Linked DNA regions of Sus scrofa: region 1 is linked to region 2. The links are chromatin contacts, called in public promoter capture Hi-C maps. All regions are on one chromosome and are shown on one strand. The core of a region is the stretch at or near the end of the contact, and the rest is flanking DNA. Distances in the headings are between cores, read along the strand shown. Region 1 holds the start of ADCY7 (adenylate cyclase type 7). Region 2 holds the start of SNX20 (sorting nexin-20).

Evidence for each region. Promoter capture Hi-C pulls out the DNA fragments that hold promoters and counts their contacts.
Region 1: a promoter capture Hi-C map of fetal skeletal muscle shows a contact between it and region 2, with 6 times the contacts expected there. The contact joins the promoter of ADCY7 here to the promoter of SNX20 in region 2. A contact is called at or near these places in 3 of 5 promoter capture datasets (fetal liver, fetal skeletal muscle and liver) and 1 of 2 datasets of contacts at active chromatin or transcription factors (alveolar macrophages).

Annotation. Positions count from the first base shown.
Region 1 is chr6:34,584,261-34,589,874 of Sscrofa11.1, reverse strand. ADCY7 (adenylate cyclase type 7) reads left to right here and starts at 3,491. Exons shown (of 26, transcript XM_021094204.1): 1 at 3,491-3,513.
Region 2 is chr6:34,174,445-34,180,663 of Sscrofa11.1, reverse strand. SNX20 (sorting nexin-20) reads right to left here and starts at 3,911. Exons shown (of 5, transcript XM_021094194.1): 1 at 3,675-3,911; 2 at 1,180-1,287.

The DNA of each region.
Region 1 (5,614 bases), core at 2,242-4,741, 410 kb before region 2:
GATGGGTGGAGCAGTTGTCCCGGCACAGAAACGACAAGCACCGACCTCAGGAAGCGTGCATGCTCTCCTCCCTGGCCTGCTCCAGAGATGGGCTGAGTTTGCTCCGACAAACGCATCATAGCTTCTGTAGTAGCGACTGATTTTAGGTTTGCGAATCTTCTTCTCGCTCCACAAGTGAAACAAGGCCCCTGCACTGTCGCCTACCACAGAAATGCATTCAGGCCACATGTGCTGATGCTTTTCCAGTGGCAGATGCTCATCCACGTGGAGAACGCTGAGATAGTGAGACAGATGTGCGCTGGAGGTTTTCAACACAGTGGATAATTAAAACCAGAAACATCCTAGATGTGGGCATTTGGAGAACGCTCACCTGGATAGAAACATTCAACTTTTTTTTTTTTTTTTTTTTTTTTGGCTGTGCCTGGGGCCTGCAGAAGTTCCAGGGGCAGGGATTGAACCTGCGCCACCAAAGCAACCTGAGCCATAGCAGTGACAATGCTGGGTTTTTAACCTACTGGGTTTAACCTACTGGGTTTTTAAGCCACCGGGGACTTCTGATAACCAATATTTTTTTCAAACTTTTTTTTCCCCCATGGCTGCACGTGCAGCATATGGAAGTTCCTAGGTCAGGGACTGAATCTGAGCTGCAGCTGCAAGCTATGCCACAGCTGTGGCAATGCCAGATCCTTGAACCCACTGTTGTGGGCAGGGATTGAACCTGAGCCTCCACAGTGACCCAAACCACTGCATTCGGGTTCTTAACCCACTGTGCCAGAAGGGAACTCCTGACATTAAATTTTAACTGCAGTCATTCCGTGTGGATTTGGTTTCGTAGGCAGACATCTTCACCCCCAAATTACTAAAATATCTTCTTTTATAAGGTTTGTTTTCATACACAGAGATCTCAAATCTATTGGTGGCCTGTTGTTTTCCCTCAGGGGTAGCCAATTCATTCAACAGGGTGTAATCGAAGAAGCCGTTCCTTCCCTTTCTGATTTTAAGTACCATCACGAAACTCACATAGGTTTTTTTTCAGGGCCGAACCCATGGCATATGGAAGTTCCCAGGCTAGGGGTCTAATCAGAGCTACAACTGCCAGCCTATGCCACAGCCGCAGCAACAGGGTATCTGAGCTGTGTCTTCGACCTACACCACAGCTCACAGCAATGCCAGATCCTTAACCCACAAAGAGAGGGCAGGGATCAAACCTGCATCCTCATGGATCCTAGTTGGATTCGTTTCCGCTGCGCCATGTCGGGAACTCCCACATAAGCTTCCCCCCCCCCAATTCTTATTCTTTTTTCTTTTTAGGTGCACCTATGACAGATGGAGGTTCCCAGGATAGTGGTCAAAACAGAGCTACAGCTGCCAGCCTATGCCACGGCCACAACAACGGGGATCCTAGCCTTGTCTGTGACCTACACCACAGCTCACGGCAGCACCAGATCCTTAACCCACCGAGTGAGGCCAGGGATTGAACCCACTTCCTCATGGATAACCAGTTGTGTTCATTTCTGTGGAGGTCTCACAATGGGAACTCCATGCGGGTTTTTTCATACCGCATATTTGTAGACCCATCCCAGGAGCAGAATCTCGGAGAGAAGGATCCAGCTGCATTTGGAGACCGGTGCCCTCGGGCCTTGCTCCCCAGGCTGCCCTGAGGACCAGCAGCATGGGCATCACCTGGGAGTTGGGTGGAAGGTAAAACTCCTGGTAGCCACGCCAGAGCTGCTGCATAGAAACTCGAGGTGGGGCCCAGCAGTGTGTGTTTTTTCACCAGGCCTCGGGGTGATCCAGCGGTGATCTGGCTACAGTTTGAGAGTCACTGAGGACTGAGTATGGGATGGGGCGACTGCCACTGAGGTGACCACAGCACTCATGGGGCCATCCTGGCAATGAATGGCAGGCACTGATGCAAGCATCCTGCCTCACTCTCTCCAGCTCTGCTTTCTGGTCTGCTGCCAAGAGGCTTGGTCATAGAGTTGCACCAAGATGACACATACATGACAGGGTGGGAAGTCATAGCATCGCTCCCCCCCCACCCCCCACAAAGGGCTGAAGGCTTCTAGTGCACTGTGTGGAGAGACCAGCAGAGAGGGAAAGAGCTGAGCTGCAAGCCAGAGCCGGGCCATCCCTTGCCCAGGGCAAAATGTCCCTCTCCTGGGCTGACCTGGGCCAGCAGAACACACTGTCACCGTCACTGCCACAGGGCAGAGGCACCTGCTGTTCTTGAGGCCTTGGGGCAAACAGGTGGGTCTCCTCAGCTTCTGGGTGGTTGAGTGGGAGGAGCTGCAGGAGGTAGGCGGGGCACAGTTCCCAAGGCAGCTCTGTTAAGGGTTAGGTGTGCCCACCCACTGGAGGCTGCAGTGCTTTCTTTCTCTCCTTTCCTTCTCTCCTTCCTTCCTTTCTTCCGCTTTTTATTGCCCAATCTTTGGCATATGGAGGTTCCAGCCTAGGGGTCGAATTGGTGCTACAGCTGCCCGTCTACACCACAGCCACAGCAACGCCAGATCCGAGCTGTGCCTGTGATCTACACCACAGCTCACAGCAATGCCGGATCCTTAACCCAGTGAGTGAGGCCAGGGGTGGAACCTGCGGCCTCAAGGATACTAATCGGGTTTGTTATTGCTGAGCCACGAAGGTAACTTTCTGCAGTGCTTTGCATTTCCAGTGGAGGCAAGTTCCAGCTACTGGGGAGACCTTCCCCTGTGAGCCCTCGGAAGCACCAGTGACCTTGCCAGGGCTCCAGCTTGGAGGGCCAAGGGCTACCATCCAGATGCCCAGAGGCTGTGGGAACCCAGAGGAGGTGCCTAACCAGTCTCTGGGAGACCAGAGAGGGCTTGCTGCTGACTCCAGAAGTCTCAGCTGGATCTTTCCATCTGGGATGGAAATTAGATTTTCACCTTCCAGCAAACCCATCACCGGATTCCTCCTGATAGTTCCGAAGTAGGTGGCCTCTGTGTTGGGTTCTAGTGCCCCTGCGTGGTCATGCTGTGACATATCCAGGGTCTCTTCCCCCTGGGGTAAGCTGCCACCCGGCTCAGGATTCCAAGTAGACCAGAGCTCATCTATCTGCTTGTCGTCAGATCACCTGGAGGCTCGTTAAACTGCTGATTCCCGGGAATCGTTGCTGAGCAGCTCTGGCTGGGGCCTCTGAGGTTAGACCTGACAAGTGGGTATAACAGATGCTCACGTGGTTCCTCTCAACAAAGTGGGATTGCCTGGATGCCACCGTGGGCATGAGGGAATTTTGGACAGGTAGGGAAGGAAAAACTCATGAGAGTCTATGAGTTGAAAGCCCTCCTGGTCTTGATTACTCCTTCAGTCCGCTTCCTTTGTCCCTCCCAGCGGTGACTCAGAGGAGGGCTTTCTAGCTCTCCCAGCCTGGGTGCCTCGGAAACAGGACAGACTTTTTTTTTTTTTCTTTTTTTTTTTCTGCCAGCTCTGGGGCCCCACCCTGGGTTGTAGGCAGCGGTGAGCGGCATCAGGACGAGGTGACACCTACTTTCTGAGGTGGGCTGGTCTTCCTGGTGCCAGAGAAGAAAGCCAATAGACCCAACTGGCAGCAGGTGCCTGGGTGGCTCTCCCCCGCCCCCCGCCCCTCTAGGAGTTTAAGGCCGGAATGAGACAGTAGGTTTCGACCAAAGTTTCCTTCAACTTGCCAGGAGGGCACTAGATCCTTCTAGAAACAGGCGTTCCTGGTGGGGATGGGGTGGGAACCAGGAGCAGAAACAGCTGAGAGTTTGCTAGAAAGTGTTGCCCTCTGGGGTGGGGCTGCACCTGGCGCGTCCAAACACGTGCGTGACTTTGAGGAAGAAAACGTGTTTTGAAAACGTCCTGTTTCCTGCTCAGGCTCCGAGGGGGCCTGGCCGATCGCTTCCACGCGCGCGGGGCGGCGGGCGGCGGCGGCGGCGGCGGCGGTGGGATGTTTGTGCGTTTGCAGCCTTTTCTGCTGAAAACCGGGCAGGGCGGTGGCACACGGGGCCCCAAAGGGGCCGGAGCGTCGGGGTCGCCCGCCTTCCCGGCCGCGGGGCCCGGGGCCCGGGGCCCGGGCGGCCAGCGGGGGCGCCTGTGGCCGCTCCGCCGCCCCCGCCCGCGCAGCTGGATCCCGCCCGCGGCCGCGCGGCCACTCGGGCGGCGGCTGCGGCGGCCGGAGCGGGAACGGAGCAGCGGCGGCAGGTGAGCGCGGGCGCGGGCGGCCCCGGCGGGGAGAGGCGCGGCCGGCGGGCGGAGGGGGCTGGCGCCGCGGCTCGGGCCCCGGGGATACGCCGATCGGCCGGGCTCCAGATCCCCGCGAGGCGGGGCGCCGGCGTGGGGGCATCTGCGGCTTCCGCGCCTCGCGCCCGGCGGCCGGCACCCGGGAGGAGGGCTAGGTGTGGGCCGGGACGGCTGCAGCCGGGCCCGTGGCTCGGCCTGCCTTCCCTGGCCTTTGGATCGCGGGAGAGGCGCGCGGCCGGCCAACTCCCCGGACCGGCGGGCCGCCCACTCCCCCTTTCCCGGTCTTGCTCTTTCTCTGGCCCAGGCTTGGGCTGGGTTTTGTCCCCTCCCTCAGGTACTGCGGGGAGATGCTTCTCGACAGGACCCCACCTGGCAGGAACTGGGGGCCCAACCCCACTCTCCAGGTGGCAAGACTGAGACCTCACGTGGGACCTGGCTCTGGGTCCCCCCGGGCCCAGCACCCTTGGACCACTCTGAGGGACCGCCCGTTGGCTTAGGATGGTAAAGAGGGGTGGTTTGTCCGGTTTTCCGAACTCGCGCGAGGCAGGGGCCCCTGGACAGGCCATGTAGTCTTTAAAGTAAAAAATAACTCAAAGGGAGAAGCCTGCCTTAAGGGCAAGACCAGTGGTTGGGGCTGGAAGCAGTCTAGTCACAGGCAGCAGTGAGCGGACCCCTCCCAGTTAAGGGGAGGGGGCGGTGTGTTGATGGCAGAACCCAGGAGGCATTTGCCCCAGCTTGGATGCCCACTGGGGGAATGGGAAACCCAGCCTTTCCTGTGAAGGGGTTGGACAGAGGTGGTAACCGCCCCTGGTTGGGGGCAAGATGCTGGAACCTTTCTCAGTGTGGCCTGGAGCTGTTCTCTCTCCGGGTTTGTATTTTGGGTCCCCTCCTTCAGAGGCCAGGCACTCATGTTCTCTCTGAGTCCCAGAGCCGGAGTTGGAAAATGAGAGTTTGGGCTCTGTCACTAGAAGTAGAGCCTTTGACGTCAGGACCGCAGGTGGCCTTGGTAGTGGGGCTGTGCCTGGAGTGGCCAGATCTGGACTGGCTGTAGGTTCAGTCCTAAGGGGCACTTGCTGAAGCCCCCTCAGACCTGGTCCAGGGCGATGCTCACCAGAAGTGTGAATGAGCAGTTCCACTGTGGCAAAGCAGAAACGGATCCGACTAGCATCTGTGAGGATGTGGGTTTGATCCCTGGCCTCACTTAGCCGGTTATGGATCCCACGTTGCTGTGGCTGTGGTGTAGGCCAGCAGCTGTAGCTCTGATTCAACCCCTAGCCTGGGAACTCCCATATGCCGCAGGCGTGGCCCCCCCCAAAAAAAGAAAAAAAAAGTACAAGTGAATGAATGAAAGAATGAATGATCAGCAGGACTGTGATGGTCTCAGGACATGAGGCTG
Region 2 (6,219 bases), core at 2,662-5,161:
GTTGTCATGAGCTGTGGTGTAGGTCACAGACGAGGCTTGGATCTGGCATTGCTGTGGCTGTGGTATAGGCTGGCAGCAACAGCTCTGATTGGACCCTAGCCTGGGAACCTCCATATGCTGTGGGTACGGCCCTAAAAAGACAGGAAAAAAAAAAAAATCAAATGCAGCAGCCAAAGCCAGTTCCCTTACATTTTCTCTTATGGGATCGGCTGAGAGTGGGGGTGGCAAGGAGAAAGTTGTCACTGGTGCATCCATGGGGTCTTTAGGACTCAGTTTCCCCATCTGTGAAATGGAGGAAGCAATGCTGTCACCCCCAAAGCTTGTGGGTCCTTCTTTCCCTCTCTACACCACATAGAGCAAAGATTTCTAGACTTGGCAACAAAATATGGCAAGTGTTGGTGTGGTTGACTTGGGGGCCTGTCCTTGGCCCAAGGGACAGCAGCTCCCCAGCCCCTCCACCATCCAGCTCTGAGAACAGTCATCCTGCTTCCTCCTCCAGGCACCCTGAGCACGGCATCTCCCTCTAAGGGCTGCCTTCCTCATCCAGCCTTCTGATGGGCACACCGGGTCTCCTTCAGAGCCCAAGCTTCCTTTCTGAGGGGCTGCAGGGAACTTTCCAGCAGGGGTGAGACACCAGCAGAGTAAGGCATTCTGATCTGACCTGGGAGACGGAAGATCCTGGCCGTTGGAAGGGCACGCTCCCCAATATGGGTGCATCAGAGCCTCCCTGGGGGTGGGGGCTGGGTGCCGAGGGCTTGTCAAAAGCAGACTTCCTGCTCCCAGCATCAGCGAGTCCCATCTAACAGGTCCTGGGGAGAGCCCCGGATTCTGCATTTTCCGCACATCCTGCGGGCTATGCTGATACAGGGCTCCCCTGGCCCCACTTTTTGAGAAACCCAGGTGTGGTGAATTATTCCTCAAGCTTAAGAGGGGTTAGAGAAGCTTCTGGAACTTCAAGAGGAATTGAGGCAATGGAGGGTCAGGAAGCTACTTGCTCCCTGCTCTGCCCCAATGAGCTGGGGGAGGGGGCACGTACAGAGGCTGTCACCAACCCTTTTGCCTCCCACTGCCCCCCCACTCCCAGAGGTACTGAGGGAGGGTCACAGGAGGAGGGGGCGGAGGGGGCTCAGGCCACAGGTGGACAGAGGCCCCCCCCCGAGCTTGGGATCAAACACTCACCTGAGGCCTGTCTGGTCCTGTGCGCGTCCAGGGGTCTGGGAGGGGTGTCACCCGGCCTCTTCAGGTCTCTGTTCCAAGCTCTGGGAGCAGGAACTTTGCTAAGCTCCCCTGAATGAAAACAGGAAATAGGCTGCTCCACCGGCGCCTGGTCGCCTCAGCCCATTGGCTGATGACAGACGGCAGTGAACTCAACGGACAGATAGCGTGAGGCTGGGCGGGACTTGGCAGGGGCGGGGGCTGGCCGGAACCTCTGCACCCAAAGCCTTGCAGCCACCTGGCGGACCCTCAGTAACCTTGACAACCTCTGGCATTCTCAGACTTTAGCTCCCAAAGCCCTTTAATGTTCATTATCCTACCTGAGCGAGCTGGGCATAGCCAGAGCCATGTGGCTCCACTGACGGATGGGGAAACTGAGGCTTGGAGCAGCGAGCTGGTGGGATGCAGAGCCTGTGCCCCTGGAGGAGGGAAAGTGGGACAGACTCATAGTTCCATATGGTGCCTTTCTCTGGGGGAAGTTGCATCCCACACGCCCCGACAGAAAGTACCAAGGAAGCCAGACCTCTGGGCAGTTCTGTGATATGTGGCCACTGCCACAGCTTGTGGCCCAGAGGTCAGTAGGCTGGGACAAGACAAAAAATAAAACTTCCAAGTTCCTGTTGTGGTGCAGCAGAAAAGAATCCGACTAGTATCCATGAGGATGTGCGTTTGCTGGCCTCACTCAGTGGGTTAAGGATGCAGTGTTGCCGTGAGCTGTGGTATAGGTTGCAGGCAAGGCTCAGATTCTGCGTCACTGTGACTGTGGTGTAGGCCAGCAGCCACAGCTCCAGTTCAACCCCTAGCCTGGAAACTTCCGTATGCTGCAGGTATGCAGAGGGAATTTTAATAAAAATTTAAAAAAATAAAACCTCTCCAGCTCCCCCAACAAGCCCACCATATGTCTCTCCCCAGCTATGAGCCCTCCCCTCCCTAGCCCTGCTTCTGATAGGGGCTCATTCCTTGTTTCCTTTGTAATTTATTTCCTACTAACAGACCTCTGCAGCATGGGGAAGGTCCCGGGCCAGGGATTGAACCTGCACCACAGCAGCAACGGTGCTGCTGCAGTGACAATGCCAGGTCCTTAATCCACTATGCTACCAGGGAACTCCCATTTGCTCATTTTTTTTTTATTGGATTATTTTCTTCACAGTTTGTTTATTTTCCTTATGGATTATTTGCATAGATATGCTTTCAATTTCTTTCCCCATCCTATGGTATGCATTTGTACTCCGGTCGGGGGAGGGGGATCTTTTGATAAATAAAGCTTTCAACGGTATTAGTCTTTGCTTTCACTGCGGGTGTCATACCTGAGAGACGGTGGGCCTCTCTCCTTTATTGTGCTTTATGGTTCTTTCCGCAACAGCTTCACAGGCCATCGTGAGGCTTAAGATGAGTTAGGATGCACAAGGCCCTTCGGATGATGCTGGTACCTAGTAAGCACTGTGCAAATGCAGACAATTCCTGTGGTTCTACAAAGCTTTCTAGTTTGCCTTTCTCATTCGGGGCTCTGTAATGCACTTAGACGAAGGGGATTTTGGGGGTATGGTGTAAGGGATGAGGTTGATGAGGTTGAATGATTTTTCCATGGCATGTTCACCTACTAGCCTTGTTTTACTGAAATGGCCATCAAATGCCCCAGCCCTGCAGCGCAATGCAGAATCTGATATTCATCCACCTGTGTCAGGGATGCAGTCGTGTAACTCAGGGGGAGCATCATTAATAGTGTATCTGTGGTTTGCTGGCTTGAGCGCTGGGGCCATTTCTCATTCACACAGAACGCCTGGTGTGGTATGGCGTTGAGGGCTCTGCACAGAGCCAGGCTGGAACCCCGGCTCCCCTCCTCTCTGAGTCCGGTCCTGCTATGTTCCAGGTTCCAGTTTTCTCTCTCACCCCCAGCCTGAGCCTGGAGTCTGCGAGATGCCAAGGCAGGCTCAGCCCTTCCTGCAGCCTGCAACCACGGGGAGGAGTGTGTAGAAGCCACTGCTTCCTCTTCTGGGGGCAGGAGATGCTCTGGAAACCCCCCAGATGCGCAGGAGTGTCTGGTCTGCATGGGAAGGACCTAGCTGGTCCAAAGGGACCTGGAGTCGCCACCCTTGGCCACCTGCCAGGTGTGGGCTTTTCTCTGCAGGACAGGGTTCTCTATGCAGCGGAAAAGCTCTCCATGTAAGAACAGGCGTGTCACGGGCTACGGGGGAGGGCGGGAGTGGGTGTCGTTCCCCTCCCCCCTCTGCAGTGCTGAAGCCAGAAGGTGAGAAGGGGACACGGAGGGACCCCGGGGACTTAGGAAAGGAAGTGCTGGCACTTCAGAATCTAGTTGTCTCTCTTAGAATTCACACCCCTTTGACCACTGGATGGCCTCTCACTGCATTCTGGGTAAACTCAGACCCCTGCTGAGGCCTCAGTGAGCTGCAGCCTGCCCCCTTCCTGACCTCTTTGCACAGCCTGTCAGCATCACTTACCATGCACCGGCCAGCTGCACCGCTTCCTGTTCCTCAAACACGCGGCACGGCCTCTGCCCTGGCCATGCCTTCAGCCGGCCATGCCCTGCGCTCAGTTGCCTCCACGACCGGCTGGCTCTCATGCCCAGGGTTCGGCTTCACTGCCTCTCCTTTGCACCGCCTTCCCTGACCCCTCTGCCTGCACGCATCACTGTTTCGCTCATGTGTTTACTTGTTGAGTGCGTGTCTCAAATGCCTTGTCTGCGGTGGGACTTGGTATCAGGGTTCTGTCCCCAGGATCCACCGCAGTGCCTGCCACCTAGTGGTTGCTCAGTAACTGTGAATGAATGAATGAGTGGGCGAAGGCAGAACCATGGAGATGGGGCTGAGGTTCACTGTGTGACCCGGGCAGGGCACTTGGCTCTCTGAATGTCAGTTTCTCCCAGTGCAACATGAGATTAAATTAAAGATCCTCCCAGCACCAAAGCATTCCACATTGGGCAAATGACTGAATACTGTAAACAACTCCTCACTGCAGTTCCCCGTGTCTGGCAAGCTTAGGACTCCAAGACCAACACACCTCTGTTGAGAAATTCAACAAGAAATGGTCGACCACATGTCTGGTAAAGAAAACTCAAACCGGTAAAGTGTTTGTTTATAGGTAATTTAAAATTTTGTCAAAGGAGTTCCCGTCCTGGCGCAGTGGTTAAAGTATCCAACTAGGAACCATGAAGTTGGGGGTTCAATCCCTGGCCTCGCTCAGGGGGTGAAGGATCCGGTGTTGCTGTGAGCTGTGGTGTAGGTCGCAGACTCGGCTCGGATCCCACGTTGCTGTGGCTGTGTCGTAGGCCAGCGGCTACAGCTCCAAATAGACCCCTAGGCTGGGAACCTCCATGTGCCACGGGAGTGGCCCTACCAAAGGCAAAAAGACAAATAATAATAATAATAAATGCAAAATAAAATTTGGTCATGGCAATCTTGTTTTTCCACAGCCTTTAAAAAAATCTCGGGAGTACCTGTTGTGGCTCATCGGGTTAAGAACCCAACTAGTGCCCATGAGGATGCAGATCTGATTCCTGGCCTTGCCCAGTGGGTTAAGGATCTGGCGTTGTCGTGAGCTGTGGTGTAGGCCAACAGCTGCAGCTCGACCCCTAGCTTAGGAACTTCCATATGCTGCAAGTATAGCCCTAAAAAAAGCAATAATAATAATGTTAAAATTTTTTTTAAATCTCAAAAGTTCTTAATGCTGCAGAGTTTTAATATCAAGGTCACAGATAGAGTGTGGTGCAGGGCACTGCTGTGGATCTGCTGAAACATAGCGGGGGAACCGGGGTGCGGAAACACCTCAGCCCCTCCTGGGCTTCACACAAGCTCAGGACTGTCAGTCCTTCTGATGTGTGTAAGGATCCATGGAGATGCATGTGCTAATATGTGAAGAAAATCTAATTTTCATTATCAGCGAACATAAACATCTTGTTTCTGGGAGATCGGTTCGTTTAGGTAACAGCTTCGACGAGTTTGGTGGGAGTTGAGGGCCATCACTGTATACCGTCTGAAGCACAGAGCACCTCCAGAGGGCAGGAGTGAGGCTGAAATCCAGCCCTCTCTGCTTTTCCAAGCTGGCTCCTATGTCCAGGCAGGTAAAGGGGATGCTTTTTCTAACCCAAAAAGAAGGGTGATGATGGAGGATTGAGGAACTGTTTTTCTTTTGCTCAGTGGGTTAAGGATCTGGTGTTGCCGTGAGCTGTGGTGTAGGTTGCAGATGCGGCTCGGATCCTGCGTTGCTTGGGTCTGGCGTAGGCCGGTGGCTACAGCTCCAATTAGATCCCTGGCCTGGGAACCTCCATATGACGTGGGAGTGGCCCAAGAAATGGCAAAAAGACAAAAAAAAAAAAAAAGTGGGGAGAAAGAGTGGTACCTATTCCATAAAGATGTTGTAAGGATTATGTGATGGATGGGAGTGCCGTGCCTGGAATATTACTGTGCCCAGTAAATAACATTCCTGAGAGGTCCCATAGTGGCTCAGAGGTAACAAAGCCAACTAGTATCCATGAGGATGTGGGTTCGATCCCTGGCCTCGCTCAGTGGCTTAAGGATCTGGCGTTGCTGTGAGCTGTGATGCAGGTCGCAGATGTGGCTCGGATCTGGCGTGGCTGTGGCTGTGGTGTAGGCCAGCAGCTGCAGCTCTGATTGGACCCCAAGCCTGGGAACTTCCCTCTGCCGCAGGTGCGGCCCTAAAAACCTAAATAAATAAATAAAATCCCTATTATAGAGTGTTTAGTACTTCCTAGGTGCCAAATTCTTTATATGTATTCCTCATGACAAGATCTAAGTGGATTGTCATCAACCTCTTAGCTGTCAGGGAAACTGAGGTCAAGGTTAAATAACTGGCCCAAAGGCATCGAGAGCTGGGATTCAAATCCAGGCTCACTTGAGTTTGAAGTCTATGCTTTTCAACCTATTGTCTCCTACTGGAGCCCAGAGTGAGCAAAGCACAGAGGCGGTAGGACCAAGAGCTCCAAGGATGCTGGTGCATCACATGTTCATTCGTTTGGGCCTGTTTGTG